Linked DNA regions of Mus musculus: region 2 is linked to region 1. Evidence: chromatin contacts called from public HiChIP or PLAC-seq data. All regions are on one chromosome and are shown on one strand. The core of a region is the stretch at or near the end of the contact, and the rest is flanking DNA. Distances in the headings are between cores, read along the strand shown.

Region 1 (6,695 bases), core at 2,283-4,782:
GCCATCTCACCAGCCCTTAAAACTGGTCTCTCTCTTTTTTTTTTAAAGATTTATTTATTATATGTAAGTATACTGTAGCTATCTTCAGATACCCTAGAAGAGGGCATCAGATCTCATTACAGATGGTTGTGAGCCACCATGTGGTTGCTGGGATTTGAACTCAGGACCTTCAGAAGAGCAGTCAGTGCTCTTAACCTCTGAGCCATCTCTCCAGCCCCTGTTAAAATTCTTGACTGTAAACTGGATGTAGTGGCACAAACCTCTATTCTCTAGCACCTGGGAAGTAGAGGCAGGAAGATCATAAGTTCAGGGTCACCTTCAGCTACATGGGCTAGCTCAGGCCACCTCAGACCTCTGAAACAAAACGAAGTAAAACACAAAGTTCTTAGCCACAAAAGGGCCAATTACAATATTTAAAAGAAATAAATTCTATTTATTTTTGATTTTTGAAGCAATGTCAGGGTTTAACAAAAATATTTAGTACTGACTCTAGGAACAAGGATAATGGTAAGATAAGGCGCCTCACATCTTTATCAGGATACTCAGGAGGCAGAAGACATGGTTAGCCTCATCTACAACAGAGTTAGTTCCAGGGCAGCCAAGGGTCTAGAGAGACATTCAGGAAAAGAGCGTGAGAACCAAGAGTGGCACTTGGAGAGACACTCTAGAACATGGGTGTGGGCTTTTCAAAGAAGTCACCATATGTTTTATTCCTAAGAATTGAAATACTTTAGTGTATATAGTTATATAGTATAGAGTGAAATATTTTATGTGTATAGAGTTACTTAAACTAGTTTTTAAAAAAATATTTATTTTATTATTATTTTTGAGAATTTCAGAGTTGTATACTGTAATTATATAGTTTCCATCCATCCCTCTTCCTCTTCAATTCCTCCTGTGGACACCCCATTCCTGTAACTTTAATTTTTTAAAAGATTTATTTATTTATTATATATAAGTACACTGTAGCTGTCTTCGGACACACCAGAAGAGGGCATCAGATCTCATTTCAGATGGTTGTGAGCCATCATGTGGTTACTGGGATTTGAACTCAGGACCTCTGGAAGAGCAGTCAGTGCTCTTAACCATTGAGCCATCTCTCCAGCCTAACTAAGTAGTTTTACAACACAAGATTTCTCAACTATTAATAGAGAATTTAAACATCACTATCACCCAAATCCAAACACCATATAATTTGTTTATATTCAGTCAAGTGAGATTTAGCCATTTAACCATATTTAAACTAATTTATAAGATTGGTTCAGTGTTACCTCAAATAAAATTATCTTCTGTGCTTTTATTTAAATAATATTGTAATTACAAAGTAAAGATTATTAGGTGGTCCAAAGAGGGGGGACAAAAATTAGAGATATGTTTCAAGTTATGTTCAATTAAATTAAACAATATTTGAATTTGCAAGAGAACTAATGGATTAGAATAATTTTATATTTAGAGCAATTTGCCTTGCTAACATTTGAGATTCATGGTCTTATATTCATTCATTTATTACCTCTGCTTCATTCTGAAAAAAAGATACACCAAATATTTTGAATTCTCAGGAATTCAAGGAAATATCTATATGGAAATGGTAACTACAGAAAATTCATATTTATCCTAATGACTGATTTTATTATGAGTGGCTGAATTCACTGGCCCTAAAACTTAGTTACTACTTAGGGTGTAAATAAATATGTATTTAGTACTTTTTATGTGTAAAGTGACAATTCTGGCCTTGAAAGCCACGAGTCTCTCTATGACTAGTTTCATAAAAACATATATAGTAATGAAATTACTGTATGTCTCACTACTCCCAATTTTCTTTTTTTTTTAGGACTGTGTCTCACTATAAAACTGGCCTCAAGCTGGGTGTGGTGGCACACGCCTTTAATCCCAGCACTCCGGAGGCAGAGGCAGGCGGATTTCTGAGTTCAAGGCCAGCCTGGTCTACAGTGTGAGTTCCAGGACAGCCAGGACTATACAGAGAAACCCTGTCTCGAAAAACCAAAAAAAAAAAAAAAAAAACTGGCCTCAAACTCATAATCCTCCTGCCTCAGGCTCCTGAACGTTAGGGTGTAACGCTCCTGAACGCATCATTATGTCCGATACTTGGGGCTTGATACAGTATAGTATAAAATAAAAGAACGGGTTTTATGATCCCATTAGCCCCATCACAGGTGATAATAATTAATGGTATAATTATAATAAATCTACTTAAGTCTTCAAATATGCCTTAATCCCACTGTGATTTAGAAAAACATCTAGAAGAAGTGAACTGTTTTGGCAGGCTGGAGCTCAGAGCTCAGGGTTGAACAGTCTACAAAGCTATTGTTGTCTGTGACAACTTGACTTTCTGGGAGGCTGCAGGCCAACACTCTGCCACCGAACTACACCTTAGCCTCTTCACTGTTGCAGTTTACATATAACTTTGATATAAACCTCAAACAAAATTACCAAGTGCCCAATCCACACACACACTTGTTTTTTTGAGACAAGATCTTACTAACTATAGTTATAACCTTTTTCTCAGGAGAGACTGAACCCTCAATTTCTTGCATACATTTCCAGAAGTCTAGAGAGAAGTCACTAAAATCCACTGGTTTTCTAGTCGGTGGACCCCGAGTAAACAGGTGTAATACGGGTCAACCGTGAAGGCTTAAGAGCATCCTTAGGATAGAATACGTGCAATCTTCTCTTTGAGAATGAGCTTAGCCTGCACTGTCATCGTATGAATAGATAGAAAATATTTGTTTATGTGCCTGTAACAAAAAATGTTTAAAGTAAGATAGAGTATTTCAAATAGTGAGAACGGTTACCTCCAAAGACTCCTTGTTCAAGCCACAATACCACTCTCGCCAAAGTCCGTGGCTCTCTGGAGATTTTGCCAGTACTATGACTGCATTATTTAAAGAAACGCTAGTCTCGGGTTCTCTGGTACTCAACTTATTCTCTGGAGCAAACTGCAAAGTGCAGGAATAACCCGAGTCTTGTGTAGAGAAGCACAATTCGTAACCGACGGGGCTTAGATGTCCGTGAAGAGTTTGTGGCAGAATCCCAGGCACTTGGATGAGCAAAGTCAAGGAGTCTTCGTCCTGATTACACTGTAAAGGAGGGCACACGGGTGCGATGCTCTCGGTTCCGGGGTCACCCATGGCTGAGCCCGCGGTGTCGTGGCGGGTCCTCTCCTGCTCCTCATTCGTCTGGACACCGGGGTCTCCGCACAGGGATTCGGTGTCGCCGCCCGGGAAAGCAGAGTAAGGGAGGCTTCGGTCCCCAGGAGAAGTCCCTTTCCCGAGGTCTAGAGGTGCCACCGAGTCCCCTCCGAAGTCCTGCTCCGGTTCGGGAACGAGCTCCCCTTCAGCGTGTGCAGCCCCGGGGTCTGGGGCTCCCACACCGCTCTTCTCCCCGTGGTCAGCTCCGGTTCCATCTGCAGACTCTTCCCGCGCCGCTGCAAAATCGCCCGCGGAAGTGCGGGCTACGTCGTCAGTTCCGGTCTCCTCCGCGGGCTCTTCCGGTGTCGCGGCCGGGGGTTCCTGGCGCGCGTCGGCCAGCGCCACCGGCAGCGTGACCACCAGCTGCCGCCGCGCCTTGTTGTACTGTGCCTTGCCGCGGCCGTCGTCCACCGGGTACGGCAGCGAGAGCCGCAGCCGGTAGTCGGGGTTTCTCGAGTCCAGGCACAGCAGCTTCCCCTTCACCTCCAGCTCCGCCCGCTCGACCGAGCGCAGCAGCGGCAGCTCGATGGTGACCACCAGCTCGTGCGGCACGGTGCTCGGGGCCGCGTCGCGCGAGCAGCGGTAATCCTGGAGGTCTACGTGGTGGCGCTGCACCACGGAGCAGCGCGGCTCCGTGGGCTCTGGGCGCTGCACGGCCTCGGGAGCGGGGGACGCGGGCGAGCGGGCAGTGTTCGCCGCCGCTGCCGCGGGGTAGCGGTATGGATATGGTGGGTCCGGGAAAAGCCCTGGTGGCTCCCCCTCGGGCTGGGCCGGGACGCCCCCGGGTAGGGGCGTGCGGAGCACTGCGGCCTCGGGCATCCCCTTGTACTTGATCTTCAGGGTCTTGGCGTTCCTGCGGTCCAGCCTGACGCCGAACTGCTGCTCCACCGCCTCCAGGGCCGTGGCGTCCAGCATTTCGCGGAAGCGCTCGTGGCTCCGGGCCAGCGCCAGCGCTTCGGGGTGGAAGACCACGTCGTAGACGGTGTAGCGGGCGCCGTTGCGGCCGGCATACTGGCGGCCGGGAGCCAGGCTATAGGGCAGGGACCAGTGGCTGCCAGCTGCCGTGCCGCCGCGCCCCGGGCCGGGCCGGCTGCTAGGTACGCCTACCAGTGAGTTGCTGCACACGTTCACGTAGCAGCGGTGCTCCCCGTCCAGGCTGGTACGCAGCACATGGCCCGGCTCAGGGTGCACGAACCGCACATCCACCCCACGCTCCCGCTCCAGGGCTGTGATCTCCTCCTCGTAGCGCCTCCGGTTCTCGGGGTCCGTGATCTCCGCGGCGTACTCGGAGAACATTCGGCGGAACTCTGGGTCCTGAAAGGCGGAGGTGAACCGCTGCACCTCCTCTCTGCTCAGATCCAAGTCCTCCAGCGCTGAGGAGGCCGCCGCCTTGGCCATGGTGACCCACACGGCCCAATGCCCAGACCCAGTGAAGGATCAGGGTGAATTGAGTGTCTAGGATGCGCTTCAGAGTCTGGCTCATGGAGAACTGACCAGTCCAAGAAGGTAACGGCTGGATTGTCAAGGCCGGGCAGCGCGTGCTTTGTTGCCATAGTAACGCCTGGGAGGAGGGGCAGCGATCTGGTAGAAATGCTAGAAATAGGCTCCACTGTTACTTCAAACCAAGCAGACACTACCTGCTACAGGTTTTAAATTACTGTGTCAGGATACGTGTACTTTGCAGTCTATTGTGGTAACTGTCCTCATCTTCAGCGCTGTGTCTTTATCTTATTAACTGTTTAATTTCACCAACAAGAGAGAAGTTTACTAGCTAATTCACAAACCTAACTTTATCTGACTCTCTTTACTTTGTGGAACCAACGTTAGTAAACCCTTACCATTTTCAGGTATTCCACCTTATAGTTGTCTCCCAGAAACCCTTGGGGGCAAAAGATGACAAAACAAATCCCAGAGATTAATAAGCATCAGAAAGGTGTTCGCTTTTTATAATGTAAATGCAAGCTCTCAAATCACTTAGCAAAATTACAGTTTGTCCTGATCAATTTCCTTGGGTTGAGAATAGAATTTATAACTGCGCTTTTTTTTTAAACTAGATATCCTTAGATTGACTCTGTAGTCTCTTAACAATGCTCCACTAGGAACCAATGCAGCAGATGTAGTAGTTACATAATGGAACTTTACTGTGCCAGACTATAGAAACTTGGTTTTGTTACAGGGCTAGGTGTGGGATCCAGGACTTCCCACCTGTGGCCTGAGCTGTACCACTGAGCCACACACCCAGGTCTAGGGTATGGTTACTTATTGATTGCTGGGCAGTCCCAGACCTGTTTTACAAGTGCAGCATTTAGCAGTTTATACTGGCATTACTGCAATCACAAGACCTTTCCCAGGCTTCTCTCTTATGCCTCCTCCTTTTGTGGGAGGGAATGTCCACAGAACCACACCCAGGGCCTCACACCTGAGACAAGCATTCTTTCCACCAATCTGCAGGCCTTCCTCTGTTACATTTTAAGTAGACTGTCCCAAGATTGGGATGACACCTCATCTCCGTTATGCCATCTCTTTCACATGCTAAATATATGTACTCAACTACCATGGTGACTCTGAGTTCAAGGCCAGCCTGGTCTGCAGAGCAAGTTCCAGAAAAGCCAAGGAATCCAGAGAAACGCTGTCTTGAAAACCCAAAACAAGTAAGTAAATAAAACTCAAATAACCAACTTCTGTTTCACATTCTAAGCTTATAGACTCATCAACTGTCCATCAGATGTCTCCATTTGAGTAATAACTGCTTAAGCCCCAGAGGCCTGAAATGGCGTGACTTCCCTTCCTCTTTCATTTTCAGCATTCCAAATTCTTGTTCTTTACTTTCTTTGCCCTTCCTCTGTCAGCTTCCCTATTCATGGACTTGCCAGTGCTGCTCATCTTCCCTCTTAAATGTCATCTGTTACTGGATCAGTCTGCGTCAGATATTTATTGCGTACTCTACCTGTGTAAATAAATAATGTACTTTTTGAAATTTTATCATTGTATATGTGCATGCATCCACCGTGAACGCATGTGTAGGTCAGAAGACAACTGGGAGTTCCTCTCTCCCAGCGTGGGTCCCAGGAATGGGACTCCGGGGGTTAGGCTTGTGCACAGAAAATGCTTTTATTCACTAAGCCATCCTGCCAACCTGGTAACATAATGTTAAACCACTAGAAGAAAGAGAGAGAGAGAGACAGACAGACAACTTTTGTAGGGCTGGAGAGATGGCTCAGCAGATAGGAGCAGGCACTGGCTGCTCTCGGAAAGGACCTGGGTTAAATTCCCAGCACCCACATGGCAGGTCAGAACTGTCTGTAACTCCAGTTCCAGGGATCTGACACCCTCACACAGATATACATGCAGGCAAAACACCAACACACATAAAAATTAAAAATCCATGCTGTAAAGCACACTGGCAGGCACTCTCTTATGTTGGGAAAATATGTTAGAACAATCATTTGGGGAAATTACTGTTGAATATAAACGCATATAATGAAA
Region 2 (6,695 bases), core at 1,193-3,692, 130 kb after region 1:
GCATATAACCTGGAACATGAGTCTACTGCCTCTACTTCACAACTGTGCCATCACACTTAGTTACAACCTGGTTTGTATCCATCTTAGGCTGTGTGGATATTGTTACTTGTTTATTGTGATTATAAAAGTTTGGTAATTTCCTTAGGTTTTTTTTTTTTAAAAATGTAAGAACAAGGGTGGGCCTGGTGGCAAACACCTTTAATATCAGCACTCAGGAGGCAGAGGCAAGTGGATCTCTGAGAATTGGAGGCTAGCCTAGTCTACATATTGAGTTCCAGGCCAGCTAAAGCTATACAGAGACCCTGTCTCCAAAAACAAAACACACACACACACACACACACACACACACACACACACACTCATATTCCCACACCAAACAACACCCGCACACACCCCCCCCCCGTGTGTGTCTGTGTCTGTGTGTGTGTGTCTACGATCATATTCTTTAGCTGTCAATTCAAGCATCTTGAATTTCATTTTATTACCATCTTAGTTTGGGTTTCTATTTCTATTACTGTGATGAAATGCTACAACACAAAAAAGCAACTTTGAGGAGGATCTGTGTGTTGCGAGAAGCCAAGAAAGAAACTCAAACCAGGCAGAAACCTGAAGGCAAAGCTAATGCAGAGGCAATGGAGTGTTGCTTACTGGCTTGCTCATCCTGGTTTACTCAGCCTGCTTTCTTATAGCATCAAGGGCCACCAGTCCAGGGCTATCCTGTCCCTACCCGAAACAGGTGGGACCCTCCCACATCGAACAACTTATTTTAAGACCAAAGATCTCATTACATAGTGTAAACTGGCCTGAAATGTGGTTATCCTCTGCCTCAGGCTCCAGAGTGCTAAGATAATAGATGTGCAGTTTCTGAGTCTAGGATTTTCTTTTCTTTCCTTTCTTTTTTGTTTTGTTTTTTTTTGTTGTTGTTGTTTGTTTTCCATACAGGGTCTCTCTGTGTAGCCTTAGCTCTCCTGAAACTTCCTCTGTAGACCAGGCTAGGCTTGAACTCACAGATACACAACTGTCTCCCGAGTACTGGATTAAACTTGTGTACCATTACTACCCAGCTGGGGTTTTCTTTATGAAGTATTTTTGAATATTTACTACCTAACTCAGTCTCTTTACTTGTTATGGATTTATTTCAATTTTCTATTTCTTCTATCATATAATCTATACTGAGAATGTTCTCTGTATACTTGTTAGGTGGTGTTCTAAAGATATTGCTAGGTTTAGATATCAATGTGTTCAAGTCTTCTATTTCCTTGTTAATTTACTGTTTTAATTATTCTATTCATGTTCAGTGTTAACATCTCAAAATATTATTGCATATACTTGTATCTACCCAACCCCCAACCCCATTACTGTCTGGTTTCCCCTCATATATTATAAATGCTGGACAAGTATGTTATGACTCTTACATTCATGCAATGTTCTTGTACCATTACATCTTTTTTCATCTTTTTTTGTTGTTTGCAGTACTGGAGACTGACTACTAATTCTTGATTATTGGTTACATTATATTTTCAGGGCCAAAAAAGAAAGCCCTGGGCGTGGTGGCGTATGCCTTTAATCCCAGCACTCAGGAGGCAGAGGCAGGCGGATTTCTGAGTTCGAGGCCAGCCTGGTCTACAAAGTGAGTTCCAGGACAGCCAGGGCTATACAGAGAAACCTTGTCTCAAAAAACAAAACAAAACAAAACAAAACAAAACAAAACAAAACAGCATATTTTCAGGGGCTAGAGAGATGGCTCAGCAGTTAAGAACTGACTGCTTATCCAGAGGTCCTGAGTTCAATTCCCAGCAACCACATAGTGGCTCACAACCATCTGTAATGGGATTCAATGCCCTCTTATGGTGTGTCTGAAAACAGCTGTAGTGTATTCATGTACATAAAATAAATAATTCTTAAAAAAAAAAAAAAAAAGAATGCTATAAAGAGGCCAGAGAAATGGCTCAGCAGTGAAGAATGCACACTGCTCTGGCAGAGGACCTAAGCTCAGTCCCAGAGCCCAACCCCTCCCTGACTCTGCTTCCGGGGAATCAACACTTTCTTCTTTTCTTCAGGATTCAACGGGCACTGCATGGATTACTTGTGTACATCCCCATAGACACACACATGCAAAAATAAAATATATTAAAAAAAAAAAAAGAAAATTCCAGACAATAGAAATATATTACCTGTCGGATTCTTAATTACACAGCTGGTAGCTCCATGAAGATCAGCATGCACATAAATGTCTCCTTAAATAAAAACAAAGTGAAATAATGATACTTTAAGTCCTTTTTCTTTTGTTTTGCTTTCTTACAAATGTTTTACTTTATTTTAAAATTTTATGTGCATAAATGTTCTGGCTGCAAATATGTGAGTGAAGCACCCGTATGCAATGCCTACAGAAGGAAGAAAAAGGAACTCGATCCTCTAGAACTGTGGTTACAGGGGGTTGTGAACCATTGTGCAAGTGCTAGGAACTAAACTCAGATCTGTTGCAAGAGACGTAAGTACTCTTCACTGCTGAGAAATCTCTCCAGCTTGCTTCCTTTCTTTTTTGAAATGGTCTCTTTATGCTACTTAAAGTGGTCCTCTAGACTTAGCCTCTTTAATGGCTCCAACTATAGGTATGCACTACACACCCAGCTTGAAGTCCTATTTGTAAACTGGAAAAATAGTCACAAATTATAGCACCAAAACATTAACCTTTAAAAAATGTGATCCACCATGACTGGAAACTATTTTGTAAATATAGCAGAAGATCAAAAGTCCAAAAAAACAGATTAGCATGGCAATACTACTTTTGATATACCCACTTAACAAAAAGTGGCAAAGACTTCAACAAAATGTAAGCCAAAAAGTGTTAAATCTCTAGTTAATTGTCAAGCAAGAGTAAAGGATAAAAACCAGTGCCTACTAGCAAAGCAACTGATACGCCGTTCAAGAGAAAATCTCATACGATTTTAATCTCACCTGGTGTCAAGTATCTTTTCACAATAATCTCATTCTGCTGCTGATCCCGACCACCTATGATTAAATAGTTCTCTGAACTAATGAACCACAGAAATTTCTCAAACCTATAGAAAGAAAACAAAGTTAACAATTTTTTTATATATATATAAAAAAAGGCCTGAATTCATACCATTTTCAAAACAAAATATAACAAAACAGGAAGTTGCCATGCCTGTATAGAACAAGATATCAGCAATTCTATGGCACAGCTACCATTCAAGCACAGGCAAATCTTACTAAAAACATGTAATACAGTTTTTACAATAGTCTTCCAAGAAATTAGATTCTGTCAGGACATAGTGGCACTTGCCAGTACTGGGGAGGCAGAGGTAAGAGAATCTCTGTGAGTTCTAGGTCACCCAGTGATACAATGAGACTCTGTCTCTGTCAGGGGGAGGGGCAGAAGAGGCAAAGATGGGGAAGAAGAGAAGCAGGAACTAAATTCTATAAAAAAAAAAGTTATCTCACTAGGAATTGTGGGTAAGACATACCGATGTTCCCAGCACTCAGAAGCTGAGGTTCAAGGGCAGCCAGCACAGCTATATATGAACTTAAGGCTAATCTAGGATATCAAACCAAGTCTCTCTCTCTGTCTCTGTCTCTGTCTCTCTCTCTCTCTGACACAGGGTTTCTCTGTGGTGTCACAGCTGTCCTGGAACTCATCCTGTAGACCCAGCTGTCCTCAAATTCAGAGATCTACCTTGCCTCTGCCTTCTAAGCGCCATGTACCACAAACTGCCCAGATATCCGTCTCTGTCTGTCTGTCTGTCTGTCTGTCTGTCTGTCTTTTGGGGGGGGGGACAGGGTTCCTCTGTGTAGTTTTGGCTGTCCTAGAACTCACTCTGTAGACAAGGCTAGCCTTGAACTCAGAAATCCCCCGGCCTTTGCCTCCCAAGTGTTGGTATCAAAGGCATGTGCCACCACTGCCTGGCCTATTTATTTCTTTAAAAAAATTTTTTAATTAGATGTGTATGTGACTATTTGCATATGAATATGTACACATAAAAGCAGGTGGAGCTGGAGTTAGAGAAGATTGTAAACTGCCTACTGTAAGGGCTTGAGAACTTCACTTCACTCTGGAAGAGTAGTACATAGTTCTGAACCACTAAGGCATGTATCTCTCCAGCCCCAAAATTATTTTACTTTATATAGGTAGCATTCTTAAACATAAGGATGGCAAAGCAATGAATTAACTATACAAATCAAAGGTACAAAATATCAAATGCCCAAAGATTCCGCTTTCTTTCATCAGGATACCAAATAGGTTCTGGACCACTGGTAAAGCAAGAAATTATTCCAGGTGGGATGGTACATACCTATAATCCCAGCACCTGGGAGGATGAGCCAAGAGAATCAGAGTTCAAGGCCTGCTTGAGCTATCTAGGGAGATACTGTCTCCCTATGACAACCCTCTCCCCTCCAAAAGAGTACTATTATGGCTTTTCTCAAAAGACAAAGTAACTGGGGTTTTCATTAATTAGTTTATTATCCAGATAGAACGAATAACAGGATGGAGGAATTGCTCAGTGGTTAAGAGTATTTGCTGCTCTTCCAGAGGACCTGGGTTTGATTCTCAGAATCAACATGGCAGCTCACTAGCCGGGCAGTGGTGTGCGCGCCTTTAATCCCAGCACTTGGGAAGCAGAGGTAGGCAGATTTCTGAGTTCGAGGCCAGCCTGGTCTACAAAGTGAGTTCCAGGACAGCCAGGGCTACACAGAGAAACCCTGTCTGGAAAAAACCAAAACCAAAACCAAGACCAAAAAACAACAAAAACAAAAAAACATGTCAGCTCACAATGAGTGAGCTGTAACAACTCCAGTCCCAGGGAATCTGACACCCTCTACTGGCCACAAGTAGATCGCAGCCATTCATAGACATTAAACAACCATACTTATAAAATTCAAATGAAATAAAAGAGCTATAACAGTGTGTGCTTATTTGACATTTAGAAAATGACAGACAATATAGATAAAAAATAAAGATCTGGTATATTATATGTAACAGAAATATCTTTGTATGGTTACATCTATACCATTTAAAACTTTAAAATATGACATATAGGCATTAAGGAATACTCTATCGTATCCCTCAAAATATAATAGGAAAGGATTTTATTTTCTGATTATTTATTTACTTATTTGGTGCTGGAGCCAGAACTCAAGTTAATTTTGACTTATTTGTTAAAAAATTTCTAGGAACTTGGATGTGTTAGTCAAATACTCTTATCACTGAACAACATCACTTTTTTGTTTTGGAGACAATTAAGTAGCTCAAGCTAGCCTTGAATTTATGATCATCCTGCCTGAACTTCATGAATGTCAGGATTATAGAAATATGACACCATGCCTGGTTTCTAATATTTTTTTGTTTGTACGTTTTTAACACTGCCAAAGATACAACCCACAGACTCAACTGTATTTACCTAATGAGTTACATCTATGCCCCAATGTGATTTTGTTGTTGTTGTTGGCGGTGGTGTTTTGAGACTGAGTTTCCTATGTATCTTTGGCTGTCCTAGAACTCACTATGTTAAACAGGCAGGCTTCAAACTCACAATTCCAGGACAGCCAGAGCTACACAGAGAAACCCTGTCTGGAAAAAAAACCAAAAAACAAAAAACAAACAAACAAATAAGGAAGGCACACAGGACAGATGGGGCAAATAAAAGCAGATGTCCAGATGGGTCTGTGTAAGCTCCAAATAACAAGAGGTTACATGTGGTATGAATGCACTAACTGCCTCTGTATACAGAAAATTATCAGACCAGAAAGCAAAAGCAGTAAGTGTGTGTGTGTGTGTGTGTGTGTGTGTGTGTGTGTGTGTGTGTGTAAAACACAGGTTACGGAAAGACTGAAATAAGGAGTGGAAAAGATGTAGCATGCACACTAATGAAAAGAAGCCCAATTAGATGACAGCTCCACGTTTCTATTGATTGTAGCCTCAAAGAAAGCAAAAGTGGCAGAAAAAAGAAAATGGACAAATCAACAATTTATAAACTTTCTGAGAATAAAGCCACTGCTAGAGAATCTAAATAATCAAACTCTACAAAGAAAACTAGGCATAGTGGGTGATGCAGGTCTGCAATCTGAGTATTTGGGAGGCTATGTCAGAAAACTGCAACTAGGCACATCCTGGCCTACACAGTGAATTCAAGATCAGCCAAAAATAGATAGATAGATAGATAGATAGATAGATAGATGGATGGATGGATAGATAGATAGATAGATAGATAGATAGACAGATAGACAGACAGACTAGCAGACTGACTTTGTGTTCAAACAAACAAACAAACAAAATCATAAAAACAAAATAACAAAATTCAAATTTGTAATAAACACTTAACTCCCCACCCCTCACCCCAATACACAGGGTTTCTCTGTGTGTCCCAGAATTCACTCTGTAGATCAGGCTGACTTCAAACTCATAGATTTTCACTTGCCTCTCCCTAAGTGCTGGAATTAAAAATGTGTGCCACCATGGCCAGCTTTTGAAACACTTTCCCATAAGGAACTATTTGGGGCCATCCTACTTTATAAATAAATTCTATCCACATTTAATGACAACTAAAAAAAAAAAAAAAACCCACATTTCTAGCTTGTTTCATGAAGCAATGGGACCTTGATATGTGTACCTGATAAGAACGCTACAAGAAATAAAAATTATAGATCAATCTGACCAAGAGATGTCAAATATAATC

Evidence for each region. HiChIP or PLAC-seq counts read pairs in DNA pulled down with a chosen protein or histone mark.
Region 2: an H3K4me3 HiChIP or PLAC-seq map of bone marrow-derived macrophages shows a contact between it and region 1, with 5 times the contacts expected there. The contact joins the enhancer-like site here to the promoter of 9330151L19Rik in region 1. A contact is called at or near these places in 19 of 39 promoter capture datasets (3T3-L1-derived adipocytes, the C10 cell line, the HPC-7 cell line and 13 more), 4 of 15 datasets of contacts at CTCF or cohesin (the NIH/3T3 cell line, large pre-B cells and pro-B cells), 64 of 484 Hi-C or Micro-C datasets (B cells, the C10 cell line, the C2C12 cell line and 46 more), 25 of 115 datasets of contacts at active chromatin or transcription factors (the 230-238 cell line, the SCID.adh cell line, Th17 cells and 15 more) and 5 of 9 other capture datasets (adipose tissue, embryonic stem cells, liver and 2 more).

Annotation. Positions count from the first base shown.
Region 1 is chr12:69,193,679-69,200,373 of GRCm38.p6, forward strand. It overlaps 9330151L19Rik (RIKEN cDNA 9330151L19 gene), which reads left to right and starts at 3,533. Exons shown (of 2, transcript NR_033222.1): 1 at 3,533-3,937; 2 at 4,050-6,190. Dnaaf2 (dynein, axonemal assembly factor 2) reads right to left here and starts at 4,751. Exons shown (of 3, transcript NM_027269.4): 1 at 2,814-4,751. The coding sequence starts at 4,607.
Region 2 is chr12:69,328,914-69,335,608 of GRCm38.p6, forward strand. It overlaps Nemf (nuclear export mediator factor), which reads right to left. Exons shown (of 33, transcript NM_025441.3): 17 at 2,959-3,062; 18 at 2,175-2,237. Among named protein-coding and RNA genes, the nearest start is that of Nemf, 25 kb to the right of the region's middle. Within about 2 kb of position 2,443, at least 26 of the 459 cell types and tissues checked have an H3K27ac peak or open chromatin away from gene starts, as enhancers often do. A contact at or near this core is called in acute myeloid leukemia, bone marrow, bone marrow-derived macrophages and 2 more, where this site is marked.